2 separate regions of the Mus musculus genome follow, and region 1 is linked to region 2. The links are chromatin contacts, called in public Hi-C maps. All regions are on one chromosome and are shown on one strand. Each heading gives the region's core, a stretch centred on a gene start, on an enhancer-like site or on the middle of the called end of the contact. The rest is flanking DNA. Distances are from core to core; before and after follow the strand shown. Region 1 overlaps Anks1b (ankyrin repeat and sterile alpha motif domain containing 1B). Region 2 overlaps Anks1b (ankyrin repeat and sterile alpha motif domain containing 1B).

Region 1 (5,165 bases), core at 1,746-4,245, 170 kb before region 2:
ACTGTACAAAGATCCACAGAATCTTGGAAATGTTGACCTGCTTTCTTTGCCTCTAGAAACCTTGTGGGCATGGCAGTGGGTGCCTTGCAGGGGTGCTGGGTGCCTTGCAGGGGTGCTGGGTGCCTTGTAGGGGTACTGGGTGCCTTGCAGGGGTGCTGGGTGCCTTGCAGGGGTGCTGGGTGCCTTTCAGGGGTGGTGGGTGCCTTGCAGGGGTGCTGGGTGCCTCACAGGTCTCCCAGTCTACTCTGAACTTCTCTCACTAAGGGGGGACTGAGGGGACTTTACCTTTTTACCAAATCTTGTATTTCTCTCCACAGATCATATTTCCTTTCATAAGACGGAATCACCTTTTGCTGAGATAGGGATGAACACACCTTATTTGAAAAAGACACTGTAAAATACACCGTAAAAGCTTCTTTTTTTTTTTTTTTTTTTTTTTTTTTTTTTTTTTTTTTTTTTTTTTTTTTTTCCCATTTTTTATTAGGTATTTAGCTCATTTACATTTCCAATGCTATACCAAAAGTCCCCCATACCCACCCACCCCCACTCCCCTACCCACCCACTCCCCCTTTTCGGCCCTGGCGTTCCCCTGTACTGGGGCATATAAAGTTTGCGTGTCCAATGGGCCTCTCTTTCCATTGATGGCCGACTAGGCCATCTTTTGATACATATGCAGCTAGAGTCAAGAGCTCAGGGGTACTGGTTAGTTCATAATGTTGTTCCACCTATAGGGTTGAAGATCCCTTTAGCTCCTTGGGTACTTTCTCTAGCTCCTCCATTGGGAGCCCTGTGATCCATCCATTAGCTGACTGTGAGCATCCACTTCTGTGTTTGCTAGGCCCCGGCATAGTCTCACATGAGACAGCTACATCTGGGTCCTTTCAGTAAAATCTTGCTAGTGTGTGCAATGGTGTCAGCATTTGGATGCTGATTATGGGGTGGATCCCTGTATATGGCAGTCTCTATATGGTCCATCCTTTCATGTCGGCTCCAAACTTTGTTTCTGTAACTCCTTCCATGGGTGTTTTTTTTCCCACTTCTAAGGAGGGGGCATAGTGTCCACACTTCAGTCTTCATTTTTCGTGGGTTTCATGTGTTTAGGAAATTGTATCTTATATCGTGGGTATCCTAGGTTTTGGGCTAATATCCACTTATCAGTGAGTACATATTGTGTGAATTCCTTTGTGAATGTGTTACCTCACTCAGGATGATGCTCTCCAGGTCCATCCATTTGGCTAGGAATTTCATAAATTCATTCTTTTTAATAGCTGAGTAGTACTCCATTGTGTAGATGTACCACATTTTCTGTATCCATTCCTCTGTTGAGGGGCATCTGGGTTCTTTCCAGTTTCTGGCTATTATAAATAAGGCTGCTATGAACATAGTGGAGCATGTGTCCTTCTTACCAGTTGGGGCTTCTTCTGGATATATGCCCAGGAGAGGTATTGCTGGATCCTCCGGTAGTACTATGTCCAATTTTCTGAGGAACCGCCAGACTGATTTCCAGAGTGGTTGTACAAGCCTGCAATCCCACCAACAATGGAGGAGTGTTCCTCTTTCTCCACATCCACGCCAGCATCTGCTGTCACCTGAATTTTTGATCTTAGCCATTCTCACTGGTGTGAGGTGGAATCTCAGGGTTGTTTTGATTTGCATTTCCCTGATGATTAAAGATGTTGAACATTTTTTCAGGTGCTTCTCTGCCATTCGGTATTCCTCAGGTGAGAATTCTTTGTTCAGTTCTGAGCCCCATTTTTTAAGGGGGTTATTTGATTTTCTGAGGTCCACCTTCTTGAGTTCTTTATATATGTTGGATATTAGTCCCCTATCTGATTTAGGATAGGTAAAGATCCTTTCCCATTCCGTTGGAAGGTCAAATCTAAGTGGATCAAGGAACTCCACATAAAACCAGAGACACTGAAACTTATAGAGGAGAAAGTGGGGAAAAGCCTTGAAGATATGGGCACAGGGGAAAAATTCCTGAACAGAACAGCAATGGCTTGTGCTGTAAGATCGAGAATTGACAAATGGGACCTAATAAAACTCCAAAGTTTCTGCAAGGCAAAAGACACTGTCAATAAGACAAAAAGACCACCGTAAAAGCTTCTATGAGTGAACCATCTGTTGAAAACTGAAAGTGAGCAGCATTTATATAGAAACTCTCAGTCCTTCAACGGGCTGGCGGAATGGCCTCATCCTCGTCACTTAACTTCTCGGTATCAGTTTTTTCATCAATCGAATGTGCATAATTCTTCCCTCTCTCTTGGGACTAATTAGAATCTACATACTGCAATGATTGCAAAAATGTCTACTTCAAAGTCTAATATTCTATAAATAGCATGCGTCTGGCCATAGAAAGACACAGTATCCTTAGTGTCTGTTTGGGCTTCATGGTTGGTGAAATTAGGACACAGGACCACGAATGAGTTGCCCAAGACTCTGAGTCAGACTTCCAGGCAGTGCAGAAGGAAGCGTTCATTTGAGTTCTCATTACTTCCTGTTGGGATGCAGTTATGCCCATGTAGAATTGAGGTGGAGACCTTAGTCACACTGACAGCTAATCTGAACCTGTTTGAATGGCTCCAGGAATTCCAGTCATTAAACAGAAACTGGCTTGCTCATCTGTACATTCCTCTCAAGTCAGTTGAAATAAATCCCCAGCACTTGATTTTCTGACCCGGTTCTCAGCTATTCAACACCAGCCCATGGTCTGGCATTATGAGAAATTTTCCAGTCTGTTGGGTGGAAGTAATCCAATCCTGCCACCGTGGAGGGAAACCGTGTATAGAGACAGAATCCAAGGAGACTGGAAAGGTTCTGAGACCTCGGAGAAGCAGAATTTGGTAGTAGCAAGTTTCGATAGGTTCAAGGAAAGGTGACTGAAACATCAAAAATAGACCATCCCAGGGAACGGGGCCACTCTGACTTGGAGCATGGAGAGAGCTAAAGAGCAGAACACGCCATGTCCAATTCTTCTGGGCACGATCAGCTGCTGCAGCAGGATGAGACAGATGGGACCATTTTAGGGCCAGGAAAGTGGGCCTCCCTCCTACTGGGGTGAAACAAGTACGGAGGAACAGATAGAAACGCAATAGTGATGGAAGGCGCTATGCTTTGAGGTAAATTGCCGCTCAAGAGGCATAGAGCAAAAGCAGGGCACAGTTAAAGCAGCTACTTCAGCAGGAAGCATCCCTCCAAGATAAAGAAGTACTCAAGTGTGCATGAGGTTCATGCTCCCTCCCACACAGTCTAGGGGTTCCGGGCCAGGCTGTCCTCAATCCTGCAGTCAGAAGGTCCTAAGTCTGACAATAGATATCAGGCCACAGTCATCTAGCCAAAGCGAACCATTGGTTAAAACTCTGGTTAAAAAGTAAGGTGTTCTGTGAACTCAGAGACTGTGGCAGCATACACATGCACAGGTTAAAACCAGAAGGGGGTCCTAGGACAGAGAGAAGGCTCCTACCCCTAACCAAGAAGCTATCTGCCATTGATAGCTACTGGCAAAGGAAAAAAAAAATCAGTTTTCTCCAATGGAGTCTCCCTGGTTATAGCAACCACACCTTGAGGTTGGCCCAATGCCCAAGAGTAGTTGGTCAACACAAAACCAACTCAATGGTATTTTTGAAAACTTCTTGTCTTAATTTACTTTGCTTGGGCATTAAAAAAAAACTGGTCTTGATTATTTTAGTTTTGTTTGGTTATGTTTGTTTTTGTTTGGTTGGTTTTTTTTTTTTTTTTGACTATAAAGTTGGGTGAGTGGAAAGGAAGAATCTACGAGGAATTGGGGGAAAATGTGGTCAAAATCCATTGTTTGAAAAAGACTTTTTCAATTAAAAAATGCTTTAAAAAGTAATAGGTTGTGTGTGATGCCCTGTGGAGGGTAGGGAGAGACTGAGGTTGGGACAGGATTCAGGACCTGCCAATTAAACAGAACTGGGGTAGCACAGCAGGACAGGGGAGCTGCAGGAATTATTTGATGAGCAGCCGCAGACACACACCTTATCAGTTTTGGCTTGATCTTTAGAGTAGGCTAAGGCTCAGGTCTGAGGTTCAGAGTCAGCGAGCCAGCTATGGACTGTTGGAATTATGCTCAAGTTCAGAACCAAGACAGGGGTGGAGAAGCCAGGAAGATACTTCTGTGCCTATCCTGGACGACCTTGCTGTCATTCTTCCAGGACTGACAAAGCAGAGTAAGATTTATAAATGACTCTGCATATGGGATGTAAATGTAAATATGTAAACGACTCTGGGAAAGGGAGATGGGGACACCTGGTTACTTAGGGAAGACTTTCATATACACTGCTGCCCTGGCTGTTTATCTCCCAGCAAAGAAAAGCTGTCCTGCATTACACCGAAATTTTTAAAGGATAAGTACATCAAAAATAAAAAAAGATGTGAAACTGTTAAAATTATCAGTGCTGAAGAATAACAGGATGACAGCTCTTCTAGCCTTTATTCCCACATCTATTATGTGAATAAGCCACAAGTAATGGGCGGATTCCCTACTGACTCTGAAATTCTATTTACGGTGAATTTGAGAGGGACATGGTCATCCTGTGTCCTTGATTTTGGGATTCCAATGTCCACTTCTATGGTCTCTGCCATTTGCTACAGTGCAATGGCTTTAAGGGAACATCAAGGCACACTGATGCTTGTCATGAGCTTGGTAACTTTAAAAATAATACTTAGTGACTTGCTGCACTTTTATCTTGACATATGATTTCGCTTTATGGAACATGAAGACGATACATTTTATATTTAGGAAGCATTTGCTAGGGAGGATGGTAGAGTAAAATTTAATTGATTTCTTCCCCCTCTGTAGCTCTTAAAGAAGTAGCATGTGACTCCAGATTAGTCGGCAACATGAATATTTCTGTAAAAAGGAATTTTTCCTTGCTTAGGCTGTTAAGTCTTACCCATCCTTGATACTTCCCTTTGTCTTACTCTCACAGACAAATATCACCATGTTTTATCTATCTCTGATTTTTGATTTCCTCCTCTTGTCTGTCCCCACAGCTGGCAAGGCTCTCCATTACCAAAGGCCTCTCTTGCTCACAGTCCTCCACTCCCACCCATCCCCCAACGCCAGAATATTAGTGTGAAAGATCTTCTCCCGCTGTTCTGCTACTCCCAGCGTTTTTTATAGAATTAGCCAAACCTTCTAA
Region 2 (4,626 bases), core at 1,923-4,422:
AAGGGATTCAGGTAGAGTAGAGGACTGGCTGATTTGAGGAAATAGACCTGAGAATCTGGGACAATCATGGTATGTAACATATGGTCAAGTAAGTAAATGCAGCAGATACAGATAAAACTTCAAAAATACATAAAAGCCAGCTTAGCGTCTTGTCACTTGTATCTAAAGAATCACAGTAACTTACTCCTAGGCCTTATGACCTCTTCATCCATGGGTCATAGGGTTGACAGTGTTAGTCATGAATGCCCTCCTGAGAAGTAGGCCTCGAATCCAATCAGAGAATGGTTGGTTATTGCTACAACACTCATGCCACTATGACACAGTGGTCACATCTTGCCAGGTAGGTTAGTACTGTAGGTTTTAGGGTTCATAGCTGAGTAAGATCTTGTTTCTTCCAGCTGCCTGCATAATACTATAAAAGCTAGCTAGAAGGGGGAAGTTTCCAGTTCAGTTTCATCTCCATTTCTCTACATGTTGTAATGAAAGTTGTAGTGTGTTCAGCAATAGGGTATTATCAATTAGATCTCTTGAACTTTTAGAGGATGGCAAGAGCTTGTGTTTTTGGAAGCTTCTCTTTGCAATGAACTTTGGAAAATACAGACTCATGACTGCAGAAGGTACTGAGAATAAATTATGGCTGATTTCTCACCTTTAAACAGGACATTTATATCATTTCTTTAAGGTTCATGGGATACTGCAGAAGAGGGGGAAAGGAAGAGTGTAAGAGTCAGAAAACATAGGGAAGGGTCTGTGAAATGCTATCTTCTGGGCATGGCATAACTATTACAATCATCATCTCAAAGCAGCTACATCTGTGTGCACTGGGCCTGCACAGGACTGGGCCCATCATCAGTCAATCATGGATCAGAGAGAGACTCACAGAACCATACCATACCTTGGTAAACTATAGGCTATTGCTGTATTCTGAGAGAAAGGCAGTCATGGTCTTCATTTGTGTTCCTACAGGGGAGCCAGCCAGATTCCAAAGGATAAGTTGAAACTCACTGGTCACACATACATCACTGATTAAACTCAGTGGTTAAACTGAAGAGAAACCAATAAAATAGGACCAGGAAGGAAAGGACATGTATGGACAAGGAACTAACAGAAGTGGGGAGTTCCAGAATGCCTTATATACATGAATAAAATTTTCAAGGAATTCAATAAAAGTTCACTATATGTGCCCCCACCCCCACATTCACAGAAGGTTCTCTGAGGATTCATTTGAACAATGATCATTCGTATTCTCCATTCTAAGGAATAAATCACCTGAAACAGTGAGTAGGGATTAATAGGCTGCCCAGTGCTTACATGGGGTAAAGAATACTGCTGTTCCTAATCAGGGAGCGCACACAGAAGGACCTCACCTCATTAGCAGGGGGTAAAAATTCTGCTCTGATGTTACCATTGCTGTCCTCTGGCCTAACATGATTTAAAAACTACCATGTTCCCAAGTAACTCAACTGCGCTCAAGAAAAACCTCTCAAGACTATTTTATAGGTTACACAGGTTCAAATAAGGTGAAAACATACAATGTCTGACATCTGATCCGAAACTACCAGGCATGAAAACAAGCTGGGTACGTGAGACAGGACACAGGATAAGAAAATAAGACAAACTGCTCAGAACTTACAGATAATAGGGGGGACGTCAGAAAACAAGCCAAGCATGCATTAGACCTCTGTCCTTGATGGTACAGCCAGAGGGACATAAACAAAAAGGCTCAATCAAAGAAACATAGGTCAGAATTCAGTGTGAGATGAAAAATATATGGAGCAATGACAAGGGCAAATTCTGTCACATAAAGAGGTCACTAGGCAACCAAACAACAGTCCTACCCTATTAATTTATCTGAAATAAAACCCAGAGGAACAAACGAAAGATGAGCAGGAGATCAGCTACTTGTGGGGCAACTTGAAACAGCTGAACATGTGAACAGAGGGAGTCCCTAGAAAAGGCCAAAGGAAAGAGAAAGAATGTGTGTATTTGTGTGTGTGTGTGTGTGCGCGTGCGCACGCACGTACGCGCATGTGGTGTTTGAGAATAATTATTATATTTCACTCTAGTGGTGTGTTGAATTACAGTTTATTCCAACTCTAAAATCCTACAACTCATGATTGTTTTCTACATTGAGGGTTGTAATTCCTTCCAAGACTTTTTTCTTCTGTGATTGCCTATCCCTGCTTGAGAAAGATTGGGTTGAAAGGGGGAGCATTTAATGGATGCAGGTGTTCTGCAGATGTTAAAGATACATTGCTTGTACTGATATATCTGGGCTTGAAAATGTGAGCAAATTATGTTTAGAAGTTTCCAGCATTCATATACAAAGTTGCTTGATCTTCCCTGCTTCAAGGAGCTGATTCAAACCAAAACCTCTTCCAAAATGATTATAAGCTCCAAACTCAACTACTAAAGAATATGCCAACCTATAACCAATAGGAAAATGGAGCTAATTTTAATTCCATCAGTGTCAAACTAATCAAACAGGTTTGTATTTTAAACAGCATGTCAGATATTTGATATTTAGGGACTCAACTTACATACAGTTTGAGAGAACATGCAAGTATCAATTAAGAGACTTCAATAAGTTCATTATTTGGTGTTTAAAATATATATGTAGGTTCATTGAACACTGGTGGACCAAACAAACAAACAAACAAACAAACTATGGCCACTTAACCTTCTAAACTATATTTTACACCTTAATTTTATAAAATTTTAAATACAATTAAATGAGTACTAACAATCTATATGCTTTATAGAATATATATCTGTATGTGTTCATAAATATGCGTTTTAGACATGATATGCTCTTATGACTTTCTTGATTGATTATGACACCTCTAGATTTACTCAACTTTTCCAGAAGAGAGACAGAACTGTAATACGGAGCTAGATATCACTGAAAAAGTAAACTAGTAGCAGTAAATGTCAAAATTCCCCCTTCATATGGCATCTCTAATTATAAACTGACACTAGCAAAGCATTGGCAGCATCATATTGCCAGCATCCGCAGGCTCTTACAGCTGCGGTCAAATCTCCAGCATCTCTCCTACATTTGCCTTTCGTTCATGACATTTGATCAGTCAACAGTACGGAGCCCTTGTGTTCTCCTGGGCCACCCTGCAGTTCAAAACTCCAGCCTGTTTCAGGTTGCTCTGAAAGCGGGTAGGGAGCACAGTGCAGCTTTCCGAATGAGAGCTGCACATATCAATCACAGCAGCGGCTGCTTGGGTACCAGCCTTGGCAGAGGTGAAGCTGGGGTGCTCGCCGGGAAGAGAAAAGCTGTCTGGGATGAAAATGGAGGCGAAACAATTTAGGCAGCTGGGGGAGGATTCTGAAGACGGGAAAGATTGGATTTCCAGGGCTTCGATAATGAAGACAGAGATGGTTTAAATTTATGGGAAGCAGACAGGAGAACTCAGCTTCAGGTCAGTTTAAAAAAAAAAAAAAAAAAAAACGGCATCTGGGGAGCTCTTCTACAGAGAAAATCACACAGGCTGAATCACGCTGGGGGAGTGAGCAGGGGAAAAGCTTGGCACTAGGGGCCTCATTTAAAGAGTAATAAAAAGCAGTAAAGACAACTCGCTCTAGCACAGCCTCAATTAAAGCCTGCATGGGTATGTGCCTGGCAACCTCAGCAGAAACCAGTAAGCAGCCCTACCCTTCCAGTGAGTTCTGTCCCCCGTGTCATCCATCTCTGAACCTCCCACATGAAATCCTCCTCCACAGTGGCCTCTGCCAAATGAATACCGTGACATCTCTGAGGAGCTTGTCAGAGATGCAGAATCACTGTTTCGACTCAGACGTACTGAAGTGGCACTGGTTTCCCAAGACACGTGTACGACTCTAGGGCACATTAAAGTTTGAGAAGTATCGCTTTACAATATACACAGTGCTCCTTTTGAGAGAGAGAGACAGAGACAGACAGACAGACAGAGAGAGAGGAAGAGAGAGAGACAGAGAGAGAGGAATTACCTTAGCATTTCACAGCAATGGCATATAGATTAGGAGTACCTGTCATGTTTTATCCTCTCTGCAAATATCCATTTAGCATAGTAAGCAATTAATTCACAGGCCTTGGGACCGAAGGAGGTTTTGGACTGTACTCTGTACTGTGTGAACTGCTAACCTCATAGAGTTATATAAACATTGTCCCAGTCCCGAAGGACATCACGGGCATCTTAGGAAATGGTTAATTTTTAAAAAGATAGCTTCGATGTCAAAAACATGTACTTGGCACTGAGGTAGCATGAGGAATGAGTGGTGGATGTATGTAAGAAGGTTGAGCAGGGTTTCCTGAGCTGGGGAGGTTTCTGTGCAGCCGATTTCCTTGCACTTAAAAAGGAAACTTTTTCTATTGTGTTGAACATGGGGCCTTGTGAGTAGACTAAAATATAACATAGCAGGAAAGCTTTAACTAAACCCCAAGGGCAAGAAATGGGTTGACCTGTCCAGATAATTTAAAGTAGATCCAGATGGCTGGGTTTAGGTTTTGAGGGCAGTGGACTGGGGTCTGGTGGTCGGAGATAAGGAGGAAGAACTTTGCAGGAGCGAGGCGCAGAGGGTTTGTAGACCAAGGACTTCAGGATGATTCCTATGGAGCAATAAAAGGAAGTTGGGACG

What was found. Hi-C and Micro-C count contacts between places; a contact is called where the count stands out from the background.
Region 1: a contact with region 2 is called in a Hi-C map of muscle stem cells, with 2.6 times the contacts expected there. The contact joins two enhancer-like sites. A contact is called at or near these places in 6 of 484 Hi-C or Micro-C datasets (cerebral cortex, cortical neurons, embryonic stem cells and 2 more).

What each region holds. Positions count from the first base shown.
Region 1 is chr10:90,597,736-90,602,900 of GRCm38.p6, reverse strand. The region is part of intron 15 of Anks1b (ankyrin repeat and sterile alpha motif domain containing 1B); the gene reads right to left. Among named protein-coding and RNA genes, the nearest start is that of Apaf1, 480 kb to the left of the region's middle. Within about 2 kb of position 2,995, at least 9 of the 459 cell types and tissues checked have an H3K27ac peak or open chromatin away from gene starts, as enhancers often do. A contact at or near this core is called in muscle stem cells, where this site is marked.
Region 2 is chr10:90,431,252-90,435,877 of GRCm38.p6, reverse strand. All of the region lies in intron 12 of Anks1b (ankyrin repeat and sterile alpha motif domain containing 1B), which reads right to left. Among named protein-coding and RNA genes, the nearest start is that of Anks1b, 560 kb to the right of the region's middle. Within about 2 kb of position 3,172, at least 41 of the 459 cell types and tissues checked have an H3K27ac peak or open chromatin away from gene starts, as enhancers often do. A contact at or near this core is called in muscle stem cells, where this site is marked.